Regions from separate parts of the Mus musculus genome. Here region 1 is linked to region 2. Evidence: chromatin contacts called from public promoter capture Hi-C data. All regions are on one chromosome and are shown on one strand. Each heading gives the region's core, a stretch centred on a gene start, on an enhancer-like site or on the middle of the called end of the contact. The rest is flanking DNA. Distances are from core to core; before and after follow the strand shown.

What was found. Promoter capture Hi-C pulls out the DNA fragments that hold promoters and counts their contacts.
Region 1: a contact with region 2 is called in a promoter capture Hi-C map of the 3T3-L1 cell line, with 4 times the contacts expected there. The contact joins the promoter of Pdia6 here to the enhancer-like site in region 2. A contact is called at or near these places in 8 of 39 promoter capture datasets (the 3T3-L1 cell line, the C10 cell line, the HPC-7 cell line and 4 more), 20 of 484 Hi-C or Micro-C datasets (3T3-L1-derived adipocytes, the C2C12 cell line, the G1E-ER4 cell line and 14 more), 5 of 115 datasets of contacts at active chromatin or transcription factors (embryonic limb bud, embryonic midbrain, large pre-B cells and 2 more) and 1 of 9 other capture datasets (liver).

Annotation. Positions count from the first base shown.
Region 1 is chr12:17,264,329-17,271,400 of GRCm38.p6, reverse strand. It overlaps Pdia6 (protein disulfide isomerase associated 6), which reads right to left and starts at 4,812. Exons shown (of 13, transcript NM_027959.4): 1 at 4,750-4,812; 2 at 864-1,005. The coding sequence starts at 4,768.
Region 2 is chr12:16,736,311-16,743,034 of GRCm38.p6, reverse strand. Greb1 (gene regulated by estrogen in breast cancer protein) reads left to right here. Exons shown (of 35, transcript NM_015764.4): 4 at 2,781-3,146. The coding sequence starts at 2,990. Among named protein-coding and RNA genes, the nearest start is that of Greb1, 61 kb to the left of the region's middle. Within about 2 kb of position 3,069, at least 14 of the 459 cell types and tissues checked have an H3K27ac peak or open chromatin away from gene starts, as enhancers often do.

The DNA.
Region 1 (7,072 bases), core at 3,563-6,062, 530 kb before region 2:
CATATCATTTCTAGTTGGCTCTCTCTGTTGCATTTTGAACCATGCCTTTTGCCTGCTGCCTCTAACCCTCTGGAGCTGTAAGTCTACATAAATTCCTTTTTTTTAAAGCTGCATGGTCATGGTGTTTTACCACAGCAATGAAAGTAACTAAGAGCATCCATTTCCAAAGCTTACAAGATGCTGTTCACAGTTGAGAGTCCAACCCCCTGTGTTGGCTCATTTTCAGAGGCATGTGGCTTGCAGACTAACTTCTCTCAGGGTCTTACAGTCTGCTGCTTTACCACTACAGCCCTGACACATTTCACATACTTTCCACTCATCATCAAAAGCTTTAACTAGTAAACAATGCAGCACTGTTTACTATGTATGATTACAGACTGTGATGTACGAAAGCCCCTGGTCTCCTTCCAACACGTGGGTCCTGAGGATTAAACTCAGGCCACCAAGCACGGCAGCACTTGGCTCAGACACCTTGCCAGACCACCCTACAACTGATTCAGCTGCCATGACTTTCAAGAGACCTGACATGTGCAAGCCAGTCTCCTAGTCTCCATTTCTACAACTGTTTGGACATAGTGGTACAGATCTGTAATCTCAGTTCTCAGCCAGTCTGGGCCACATAGTGGAAGTTCCAGACCAACCTAGACCACACAGAAAACCTGCACTCATGTGCAGGCCTGGTGGTACATGCCTTTAATCCTAGAACTCTGGAGGCAGAGGCAGTCGGATCTCAACAAGTTCAAGGCCAGCCTTCTCTACAGAGTGAGTTCCAGGTCAGCCACGGCTAATGATCCTGTCTCAAACAAACGAACAACAAAAACCAAGTAAGTCTTTAAAAAGTATAACTATTTTATAATACATACCATGGTGCATAAAATTCTACAAGCCACAGGCCGTCACTCTGAATAACTTCTCTGTTGAAATTTGATGGCGTCAACTCGATGACATCATCACTAGAAGAATACAGACCGCTGACTGCTAGAAAGAAGGTGCAGCTCACCAGACCTGAACAGACGACAAAAACACAGCAGTGTCAGCACAGTCCCCAGCACGAGGCTCTCCCCCACCCAAAGCCCCTGCAGAAGAGGGTGGCCAGGCCTGCCTCCCTCCAGCTCTTTCCTTCTTCCCGCTGTAGTACTGAGCATGAAGGGCATAGAACTCACAACCATTACAGCTGCTGCTTCTAACTCTGAGTGCAACCACTTGAGTCTTCACAGCTAGCCAGAATCTAGGAATCTTCATTTTTTTTAAAAAATAAGCAACCACAAGAAGAAAAGGACCATGTATATTCAATGCAAATATATCAGAGTAGCTCTCTAACTCCTGTTTCCAAGTTGTTGATTCAGTAAGTCTTGGCATGAATAAACAGATATATTATTTAAGAACATTATATCTGATGGAATCCAGTTGATTTTTTTAAAGATTTATTTATTATTTTATATATAAGTATACTGTAGCTGTCTTCAGACACACCAGAAGAGGGCATCGGATCCCATAACAGATGGTTGTGAGCCACCATGTGGTTGCTGGGAATTGAACTCAGAACCCCTGGAAGAGCAGTCAGTGCTCTTAACCGCTGAGCCATCTCTCCAGCCCCTAGGTTTTTGCTTTGTTTTTTTAAAAAAAGATGTGAAAGCAGATGTGATGGCTCAGTGAATAAGAGCACTTGCTAGGCAAGCATAACCATCCACGTGCCCTTAGTGACCATATAAAGAACTGAGCATGGTTTTATGTCTGCAACCCCATTGTGGAGAAGGAGAGGGCAGAGGTAGGAGGATCCTGAAAGCTTGCTGGCCAGCTGAAAAGAGAGCTTTTAGTTCAGTTACAGACCCTCTCTAAAGGGAATAGGTAGATAGAGGAAGACACTCAACATGTCCCTTTGGCCTCTGCGGGTTCAGACACCTTTACACTCAAGAGAATGTGCCAAATATGCCCACATCACACACAAATACAAAGATATCACAGAAGGAACTATCGAGAAAGGGGAATGGGACCCGAGAGAGAGGGAACAACAATGGGTAATGTGTTGAGTGTAGTGAATATAGTCAAAGTACACTACATACATGCATGAGAATGTCACACAATAGCTACTCTCTGTACTGTGAGTATATGCTAATCTAAATGTCTAAGAAGTACACTACATTTGAATTTAACAGCTAACATACAACCAGAAGGCAGAGCAGGGAGGGCTGAAGCTGCTATGTTTAATGACACTGTTGTCTGTGAGCACCTGGGCTACTGTGATAGTGAAAAGAACCAGCAGCAGAGGACAGAGGACTGGACAAGCGGAGGGAAGAAGTCCAGAGAACACAGACAACTGTTTACATGAGTTTCATTGTGAAGACCTGGGAAGAGCAAGAGCCATGTGGGGTGGAGGGACGCATCTCCCTAGAGATGCAAGTGGTCTGCGTGGATATGTGTGCATAGTGGGAGAGGCCGAGGACACTGAGGGTCTGAACAAGATGCCCTGAATCAGGAGCTCTGCAAGGCTTCCACTATTTTCACTAAGTGGGGCAGGATGAGTATGTTTCGATGCTGGCTCAGCCAGTGGGGCTGTTCCCTCAAACTATTATCCCCTCTGAAAGCCACCAGCCACATGTGGCTACCGCAAACTGAAAGCTTCTCCAATGGTAAGGAAACATATTGGTTCCAAAGACTTGAAGAAAAACAGAAACAAATTTCTATTAATATTCTCTCACTGGTTATATGCTGGAATCATGATGTTAACCCATGAGTGTGGCTTAAAGATAGGATGTGCACTAAGAAGCACACACGGAGACTATCTCACCACCAGGTCAAAGCTACAAACAGGGACAGCTAGCTCATCATTAGGGGGATATAATCCAGTGGGCTTGCCACCGTAAATGCAGTTGTTATGTAAACTTAGTTCAAAACACTGTTAGCTGTTCTGCTATGCCTTTTTATTTGTGGCTCCTAGAAAACTTAGGATATTACACACAGTTTGCATTGTATTTCTATTGGATGGTAATGCTCGCTGAAAGGAATAGTAGTGCTTGCCTCCAGAGTGTTGGGATTAAAGACACATGCTACTATGCCTAGTAAGTTTATCTTGTTTATGAAACTGTCATGAAGTTGGGCAGTGGTGGCGCACGCCTTTAATCCCAGCCCTTGGGAGGCAGAGGCAGGAGGATGTCTGAGTTCGAGGCCAGCCTGGTCTACAGAGTGAGTTCCAGGACAGCCAGGGCTACACAGAGAAACCCTGTCTCGAAAAAAAAAGAAAAAAAAAAGAAATTGTCATGAATTCATATTTGTTTGATACACTGAGTCTTGTGAAAATTGAAAGGTAGAAAAAAAAGTCTAGTTATAGACACTTGGAAGGTAAAGTCATTACGGACTACCAATCATCTCCCATGTAACCTTGTTATAATCGACTTCTGACTGATGGCCACCCTAACTTTTAAGGTGCTTAGGTCTTAGACCTTTGATAGGGTAGCCATCTGTTAAGAGAAGCTCTCAAGGAACTAGGCAAAGTGTAAAGACAGAAGTCTTACTATATCAGCCATGGAAGAGGAATGCCTTCCTGAGGCATGGAGCCTCCATCCCTGTGGGAGCCTGCAGAGAACATGTTGCTCCCCTGATGCCCTAATGGCCAAGAGAAGTGGAACCACCCAGTTCTGCCTCAGCCTACCAACTGATGGCTCTAAGATGATCTAACAGGGTTAGGAAGAATCAAATACACTGTTCCTTGCACTTGCTCTCCAAGCAACAGCCCCACCCCCACCCGGGGTGGTGGTGGTGGTTTACTATGGCTGAATAGGTCAATGCTGACCCATCAAATCCTGCTTCTAAAATTCACATGGCCACTCTACACAGTGATAATGAGCACCACCGGGAAAAAAAGAACTCCCAGGGTCCACAATCTATGCGTGCAGATGGTTTTGCCATCTGTGGCTTCCCATTCAATCTCTGTAGCAGTTAAGGGTGTTATAAATTCACACCAGTAACATTTCTGCCTGGCAGCCGCTGGCAGCAGGGTAGCCAAAAAAAAGGCTGACTACCTTATTAAAATAATGAGTTAATTGATAGAATCACTTTTTCACAGGCACTCACTGGAAAACCAAAGATTAAATCTTTCCCTCTCATCTGCTCTCTACAGTAACCCAGAAAGTAGTATTTTTCTTGCTTACTCTCTTTAAATATGTACTATAGCTCATGGGGCGAACACGGTTGAAAAAAGCTGGCAGAGCAGTGAGAAAATATGCTCCGGGTCTCAACTAGTAAATGGAGGGAGAAGTGGTGTAGGGATCCACCTCCCTCTCCTACTTTCTAGCCAGGATCAGCTGAGTTAACTAATGTCAAAAACTATAGGCCCATTTACAAGGACAGCCGGGAGATGAGGGCCCCTCAGATTCGCCCACGAGTCGCTAAACATCATTCCCGGACACCTGGGTGGACGACCAAAGGCATTTTAAGTGCTCAGGAGTTGTGAGGCCTTGGTCAGTGGGCACTGCCCACTTCTAAGACACCTTCGGGACAGGCCTCTGCTATCTGCCTATAAAAGTGAAGGCTGAGCTGGACCGGAGGCGGACCGCACTCGTGGGGAGCAGAGGCTGCAAGTCTCCGACTCCCCGGGGCCTCCCGTAGTGGGCCCGACCTGGCCTCTCCCACCCAGCTCGCCGCGAAGTCCCCAGGCAGGCCCGGCAACTCGTCCCTCCACTCGGCCCTGCTTCGCGGCCCCGGCCCTTCAGGCTGCCTCCGACCGGCTTCCCACCACAGGCCCGCGCTTACCGAGCACCAGGCGAGCCATGCCGATCACCCGCATTCTGTCCGTGCCGCCGCTGCCTCGGCTCTGCCGCGCCCACGTCCCGCCCTCGGCTTCTAGCGGGCGGTGCGCCGGCGCGCGGAGGCGGGCCGGAAGGGCTCGCCACGCCGTGGCCGCCTTTCATTGGTCTCTGTGGACTTCGCTCATGTGCGTGGCCAATTGAAAGCGGCCGGGTAGAGGTTACCGGTTTGTTTTTTTTTCCTCGGGGGTGGGGGCGAGCGGAGTAGCGGAGCGGGGCGGGGCAGGGCGAGGATGGGCGGGGAATGAAGGGGCGGGGTCAGGGGACCTCCGGCCCTGTTCCTGCGGGGTACCCCTTGTTCCCCTAATTTTTTTCTGAGTTAACTGAAACAAAACAAAAAACCCAGGACTAAGGGGTCCTCATTTCTTCCTGGCTTTCATTCTTTTTCCTCTTTGCCTCTCTCGTGGCCCCTTCCAGCTCTCATTCCTTGAACTGTCCCTTTATGTCGGGAGAATAGTCCTAAGACTTCAGTGTGTTTGGGACCTTATTTATTCTTTTGTTCGCGGACTCAGCATTCAGTGAAAACCATTTGCCAAACTTATTCTGTATATAGTATCATTCCAAACTTTATTTTGTTAAATTGATTGCAAAGCCTTGTTCACTCATGTGCCCCTAGACCCTCAGAGTATAAACTGCGGGGTTTATCGTTCTTGGCTCTGGGGGTGAGGGCTAAAATGTATTGCTTTGCAATATTTACAAAGGTGTTTAAGGCTAACAGAGTGAGACACAATAGAAAAATAATGGCAGGGGATGCCTTTCTGTTGGTGTGCTTGAGTAACATGCGTGAAGCCCTGGCTAGGATCCCTAGCACCACAGAAACACAGCATGGTGACTATGGTGGCTAGTTTTATGGCAACTTGACTCAAGCTAGAGGAAACCTCAAAAACAACAAAAAAAAAAGCTTCTATAAGATCCAACAGTAGGACATTTTCTCAATTAGTGATTGAAAGGGCCCAGCCCATTGTGAGTGGTGCGGTCCCCGGACTTGCGGTCCTAGGTTCTATAAGAAAGCAGGTTGAGGGTAAGTCCTGAGCAGCGCGTCAGTAAGCCACATCTCTCCGTGGCCTCTACTTCAGCTCCTGCCTCCGGGTTCCCATCCTGTTTGCCTTCCTGCCCTGACTTTCTTGAATAATCAACATGGAAGGATAAACCAAACCCTTTCCTCCCCAAGTTGCTTTGGTCATGGTGTTTCATCACAGCTACAGTAACCCCAACTAAGACAGTAACACACCTGTAGTGCCAGCGCTAAAGAAAAGGAAGCAAGAGAATTAGGGGTTCAAGGCCAGCTTTGGCGACACAGTCAGTTTGTGGCCAGCCTGGACTACATGAGATCCTGTCTAAATTTTTTAAATGCTAATAAAAATTTTAACAACAATAATAGCTTCTTTTTACTGAATGACAAAACAACGCTGACCCTGGCCAGAGCTCTCTTGGGCAAAGGGCTCCAGGAGAAGTGGTGCCCTGTTGGAAGGTGGAGCCCTAGGAGTGCCTTTGGAGAGACTGGCAGGCAAATGAGGCTCCAAGGAGCACCAGAACCACAAGGCTGACTCTTGTAAGCCATTGGCAAGCTTTCCTGTCCACAGCAGGCACACTGCTTATTTTGGGACAGGAAGTCCCTCTGGAACCTTGGTTAGCTCCACCTTTGCAGGAAGGTGCCAGTGATCACAGAGCTATGTGTGGAGTCAGAGCAGAGGTGTGTGAGGTCTGCAGAGAGACATAGTTGGGCGGTGTGTTCTCCTGGAAGGCCCTGAGGTGAAATGCTACTTGTTTTTCTGAGGCTTTCCTCAGCTTTCTGTGTTTCCCCCTGAAATATGCAGCTGTAGAAAATGGAATTCCAGTGAGATCCTTTCCCTTGACGGATAAGGACTGGGAATGAAATCCTGTTTTCATCCAGACGTAGGAATTTAATTCTGATCACCTGCAGGGGATCCCCTCATTTCTTATTCCTTAACCCAGCCTCCTCCTCCTCACATGAACCATCAAGCTGCCACAACGTGTCAAAAAGGGGCGTGCATTCTGAAGCTACCAGCTGACTCTACCTCTTTAGGCCTGCTATGTGAACAACACCATAGTCCTAACTCAAAACCAGTCCTGATAGTGGTAATAGTTCTGGTCCATTTCATGACTCATGAGGTCCCCATCTAATCTGTCGCAGAGTAAGGCAAACGTGGACCTTTCCATGAAGCCTACTGTACACGGAGACTGGCTTGCAAATGTGTACCAGGATAAGCAGGAACCATTCCCTTTCATTAAAAGCAAAGAGGATATTA
Region 2 (6,724 bases), core at 1,820-4,319:
CTGCTCTTGACATCTGGTGTTACTCTGTGTATCTTAGGTTATTTTAAAGTTTAGCACTGGGGCTGGCAAGATGGCTCAGCGGGTAAGAGCACTGACTGCTCTTCCAAAGGTCCTGAGTTCAAATCCCAGCAACCACATGGTGGCTCACAACCATCCGTAATAAGATCTGATGCCCTCTTCTGGTGTGTCTGAAGACAGCAATAGTGTACTTACATATGATAAATAAATAAATCTTAAAAAAAAAAGAAAAAGAAAAAAGATAAGGCTTACTTTAAAAAAAAAAAGTTTAGCACTATACTAGAGAAGCATGCCAGAGCATACAGGAAAGGGATAATTTGGCCTGCTTCCCATAGCCCTCACACAAACACACACACACACACACACACACACACACACACACACACACACACACGGGGTTTCTGTATTCTCTTCTGTATGCAGTATTCTTGTAAACTCCGTCAGGCGTCAGTCAGAAAGAGACCTTTAAGAAATTAAAAGAAGTAGAACATCTAAAGACTAGCCTTAGTTATAATTTAGTTAGCAGTCTAAGACCCCCCCCATTTTGATTATTTAGAAATTAAATTCTCTTTGATAAGCATTGTATGGAGGGAACCAAAATGGAGGACAAGAGCTGCCCAGAAAGAAATGAAAAGCTAGCATGATGGTGCACACTTGCCATCCCAGCAGTCAGGAAGTGGAGGCAGGGGGATCAAGAGTTCAAGGTTGTCCTTGGCTGTGTAGAGAGCTTGAGGGGAGACTGGGCTACTTGAGACCCTATATAAATGTGTGTGCAGATGTGCATGTGTGCGTGTGTGTGTGTGTGTGTGTGTGTGTATGTGTATGTGTGTAGAAAGGGAGGGAGGGAGGGAGGGAGGGAGGGGGGAGAGAGAGAGAAGCGAAGAGAAGAGAAGAGAAGAGAGAGAAGAGAAGAGAAGAGAAGAGAAGAGATTAATTAGCTGGTTCTATGGTTAACTTACATGCCATAGCAAAGAAGTGGTTAGAGGACAGTGTGGCCTTACATGTCCCTATTGCTGAAGTCATGAACAAGCAGTTATTTTCTAGGAATTGGAAGGAATTCAACAGATGAGACTAGAAGGAAGCAGGAAGGAAGAAATATAAACCCAATGCTAACATTAATGTCAGAGCCAAAGACTAGAAGCCATCAGGAGGGTATAGGACACTGAGTGCTTGCTCTTGGCTCAAAAGCAGACATTGAACCATAAGTACAAATCAGAGAAGTGTTTGGGCAAGTGCCTGAGTTTTCTCTCAGTAAGATGTTATGAGCCATTAAAGTGATTTTAAAAGCATGTGTAAGGGGAATGAGAGACAAGTGTATATCAAGTGAAGTAATTATATATGATTATCACTCTGTGGGTACCCCATCCCTTCCCAGCCAAAGTTCTGAAGAGAGTGAAGGTTGCAAAAACAGCACAGTGGCAGGGCTGGTTCATGTGCTCAGTGGATGTGCTCTCCCTTAGCTGGTGAGAAGCTGTGGGTTTCATCCTCAGGCCTGCAAACAAAACAAACAAACAGACAAATCCCTGTGGCAGCACACTGCTGATTCATATACTACCATGCATTTGGGTTTGTTTGTTTTTGTTTTTTGTTTTTTGAGACAGGGCTTTTTTGTGTAGCTCTGGATGTCTTGGAACTTGCCTTGTAGACCAAGCTGGTCTCAAATTCACAGAGATCCTCCTGCCTCTGCTTCCTGAGCACTGGGATTAAAGGTGGGCCCCTCCTTTGCCACCTGCTTACCATGATGCATTTGTATCTTGGAGCCTCTGTGTTAAGTGGAAGAAGCCGTTGGCAGAAGGCTTCCTGGCCAATGCTTCCATACGTGCAGTAGACAGACCAAGGAAAATCTGCAGTGACAGAGAGCAAGCTTGTTGCAGGGCTGGGGGGTGACAGCTCTGACACTTCTTTCTGGGGATGATGGACATCCAGACTGGTCATGTCACAGTTGCACAACATGGAGAGTACAGTACAAACCAATGAGTTGTCTACTTTGGTGTGTGAGTTAGTTTGAAGTTACCACAGATAAAGCAAGGCCGATTGTCTTGGGGGGCTGGAAGTATCAGTGGTTTCCTCTTCTTTTCAGAGGTTCTGGGATTGTTCTGCATTACTCCTTATGATAAAGATGTTCAATAAGCTAACATACAGTCATATCAGTGGTTCTCAACCGTCCCAGTGCCGAGACCCTTTAATACAGCTCCTCATATTGTGATGATCCACAACCATAAAATTAGCTCCAGTGCTATTTTGTAACTGTAATTTTGCTACTCTTATGAGTTGTAATGTAAATGTGCAGTTTTTTTTTCTGATGGTCTTAGGCAACCTATAGGGTTTGGACCCCATAGGGGTTGTGACCCACAGGTTGAAAACCCTTTGGACTTTAAAGGGAGAATTTTAACAGCCAGCCTTTTACCAGAAACAGCAGAGATAGAGTCTGCTGATCCTGCCTTTAGGGGTGTGTGTGTGTGTGTGTGTGTGTGTGTGTGTTTGTGTGTGTGTGTGTGTGTGTGTGTGTGTGTGCACATGCATGTCTCCTGTAATCCTAAAACCTGGGCTCATGCTCTCACGTTATCACAGATATGAGTAGCCATTTCTGGCAAAAGTTAATCTCATTTGCCTGGGGACCCTTGGAGGCAGGATCCTATCTCTGGGGGAAATCAGGAAAGCCTAAACTCTTCTTTGTGGGATACGCTAAGAGGCAGTGGGCTCTCTGAGTGTGGACTCAGTGGGGGTTGTTACTTATATAACTTCCTGTAATTGCCTGGCAGGAGCTGTGGAGAGCCGCCCTCTCCTGTCTGGTGCTGAGCAGAGGCTGCAACCCGTCCCCTCTTGCTGCTGCTGCTGCTGCTGCTGCTGCTGCTGCTGCTGCTGCTGCTGCTGCTTGCCTCTTTGTCGGGCTTTGTGAGGAGTCAGCCCTTCTAGGCAGAACTGAAATGTCATTTTAACCAGAAGACTCTGTCTTCTTTGTGCTCCGGAGATGGGCAATTCCTATGCTGGCCAGCTAAAGAGCACACGGTTTGAAGAGGTCCTCCACAACTCCATCGAGGCTTCCTTACGCTCCAACACCCTGGTGCCCCGGCCCATTTTCTCGCAGCTGTATCTGGAGGCTGAGCAGCAGCTGTCATCGTTAGAAGGTAAGAATCATACATTTCTTATGTTGGTGTGTGTGCAGTTTTTATTACGTGTGGCTACCGTTAACGACAGCCCTATTCAGAAGATCTAGAGTCTAGTGAAAAAGAATGAAAGTTGCACACAGATATTTTTATTTGTTTAAAGGTAAGTTTCAGGCTAAAAAATACAAAGAAGAAAAATCTTGGACTCATAAGAGACAGGGAGAACACTGTATGCTGGGCTCCCCCAAAAGCATTATTTATATCTGATGAGATAGTTTGTTGGTAAGGGATTTTAATACGTCTGGCCCTCAGCTCTGTATTTCCTTTCTTTTCCTCTTGCGATTCATGTTCTTATCTTTGTAAAAATCATTTAGAGGTTATGTCTCTGTGTGGTAACAGGTGTAAGAGTCTCACAAAAGCTTAAAAGAAATTAACAGAAAACCTTTTTGAATTTTACATGTACCAAGACTTAAGTTAATAAATGATCTGTAAGTATGTGGAGGACTTGAGAATTCCCCTTATCTGGAAGGTAAACTGTGTTTTCATGTCACGTAAGTAAGCCTGAAGCAATCCACAGGATGAACGGCTACTAGTCTAGAATTATTTATTTATATGTAAGTTTATGCTCTTTGCTTGAAATTACACAGAAATGTAAATAGTTTTTGAAGTAGAAAAGGTCATGGTTTTAAAGTGGAAAAAAATCATTAAAAAGGAAAGAAAAATGTCTGTCAAGTTTGTACTATGTTGGGCTTTAGGGCACAGTGTGTGGCTTGCCTGTCTTGAAGAAACTCTGTGCTGAGCAGGCCCATGGATGCCTGAAATCTCTTATTTTTCTGAGAGGGCAAACAGAGCCTCCTTGCAAATGGCACAGATAAAGATCTAAGACCCCAACCTGGGTCTAAGTCTAAGAGATTGTAGCTTGTGACCGGTGCTGTCAGGACAACATGGAATTCTCTGATAGTCATTAAGAGAGTCCTCATGTTTTCTGGCATAGGAAGTGTCTGACCTCACAGGGCATAGAGAAGTCCTTGGATATTATTTAATTGATCCCATTTTTGATCAGGTGAAAGGTTTCTGTGAAATACAATTTCCAGGGACCTCCTTAACTACTTACGGAGTTGACAAGTCTTGCTGGTGTCAAATTGAGAGCAGCAATCATGCTGGTGATAATTTAGAATACTCCAACAGTGCCCTAAAATCTACAGTCCATCCGTTCACCTGCTATTGCTGAGGCCCAAGGTGACTTGGAGATTCTGAGGGGTCGCAGAATTGCTAGCTGGCTGCTCACAGGGGAACAGAGAGCAGCAGAAAGCCTGTGGGGGCTCCCAGTTACCTTCTCTTGAAGCTGAAGATCTCCCTAGGTGGCCGACTGGCCCCCTCTATTAGGATCTCTTCTTTGTTCAGAGTGTGGCATTTTCTAGGGACACTTCCCAGCCCCCACCCTGACTCTGCTAGAACCTAGGAGTTCCTACTTGCTTGTTAATGCTCTGCCACTGAGCTTCATCCCAGCCCCCAGGGACAGAGCTGAGACTTATGAGTTTGATTTCTCGGGTGCCGAGTGTCCCAAGCTCCTTGCCAGATGTCAGTGGGATTGCTGAGCCTTTGAGTGTGGGTGATGACTTGACCCAGCCCCTCTGCGCTTTTCCTTTCTCTGCAGTGAATAGCCTGGAACCATCCCCTGGGATCTTGTTTATCCAGTTGCAAAAGTCAGCCTGAAAATTCAGTGGAAGATGGCGACCTTTGGGTTTGTTAAATGCCACCATAAACCAAATACTAAGCTTGGGCCATATCTTCTGCATCATAAACTTTGGAGCAGACAGGCATTTTTTGGGGGGGCCCCGTCTTGTTTTGTCTGTCTGTCTCTTGTCAGGGTCTCTTATCTGATGGCTGGCCTTCCTCAGACAATACTGTTGTTGATGATGCCTATGACCAAGGTGCCGGGACACTAAACACCCGGGGATCTGGTAACATTTTATGTATTTGTGGGGGTAATTTAGCAGGAGCCTTATTATAGCTTTGTTCTTTGAATTAGGGCTCTTACCTACTACCCCCTTTAGGGGAAAATCCTTTTACACAAGGCTGACTTTTGAAGAGAAAGCGCAACAAGACAAATAACTGCATCAGTTCTAGGCATCACAAATTTACCATTTGCATGGAATGCAGGTCAATTTCTATAATCCCGCCTGCTCAGAATGATGAGCATCTCATGACAGGAGAAGAGATGGAGCAGAAACACCAGAGTAAATGGCCTTATGTGCCTGTGGTCAGGGCTCTATGGGGTCCTCGGATTTGTGTTTTATTATTACTGCTCTAAGCCCTGATGGTTTTGTCTAAGACCACTTTAAGGCTCTCACCCTGCCAGGAGACCTCTGTAAACATGTCTGTTTAGTCTGCTCCAGGCCTGTGCTGCCTGAAAAGCCCATCAAAGTCCGGAAAGTCTGCCGCAGACCTTTGACCTTTAACCCTGCCTACAGTTTGAGCCCTTTGGCTCTCTGAGGCTTAAGACCCTCATCTCTTGTTTCTGTCTAAGTGTGTTGGAATGTCTGTTCATCGGGCTTAGCAGAATAATGCCCATCCTCTTCTCTGTGGCTGATCCATGCCTCTGACTTTGGGGGTGTTCGCTTTTGGTTCTTGGGGATCTTGCATGACTTTCCACTCCAATACTGGAGTCTGTGTCATGCTGGGTCTGTGCAGAGCTAGATCAGAGCCCCGTGGGACCTGTGGCATCTGCTGTCATGCTGGATGCTGGTGCCTGGAGTCTGGTGAGACTCTGAGACCTGGTGCAGGGGCTAACCTGTGCCTACTGTAGGCACAGGAAGATGCCGAGGAGATGAGGCTGCTGGGCTCACTCCTCCCAGCCTGCTTGTCATGTGCAATCTTTCCGAAGTTTTTCTACCATTTGGTCTTTGTGTGTTCTGCACCCACAAGGTCCAGGGAACCAGGAAGGATAGAGAGCTGTTATTTCCTTCTCAAGGTCTTGGCCCCCGTCACGTTATGTCCCCAGTAGCTTGTACAGTTATAGGTACAAAACTTGATATTATTCTAAGGTGCCACCTTTTCTAGCACAGTGGTTCTCAGTCTTCCCAATGCTGTGACCCTTTAATACAGTTGCTCATGTTGTGGTGACCTGCAACCATAAAATTATTTTCGTTGCTACTTCATAACTGATTTTGCTACTGTTATACTGTTGTACTGATATACAACCCCTGTGGGAGTTGTGACTGGCAGGTTAGGAATTGCTGTTCTAGAATATTACAACACACAATGGCCTTAGGGCTCACCAATGTGCTTTGCACAGAGAGGTAAGTTGAGTGTCCCATGGCCACACCGGCAACAACAAACTAAGAACTGAACTGTGGCTTCCCAGAGCTGTGGTCTAGACTTTTCCATTACACATAATTTTATTGTTAACCTAAAACCTTTGGAGGGAGGGAGGATATTAGAGCCAAGTATGAGAACAGTAGGAGTCATTAAAAACAAGCCAGCAGTAAGAGACCGGGTAACAAAAAAGAGAGGAGACAGCCAAATTTAAGGGTGCTTGTAAGGACCCTTCCCACAAGTTAATCTATGTGCTGTTTGGTAATTGAAATGTAAAGATA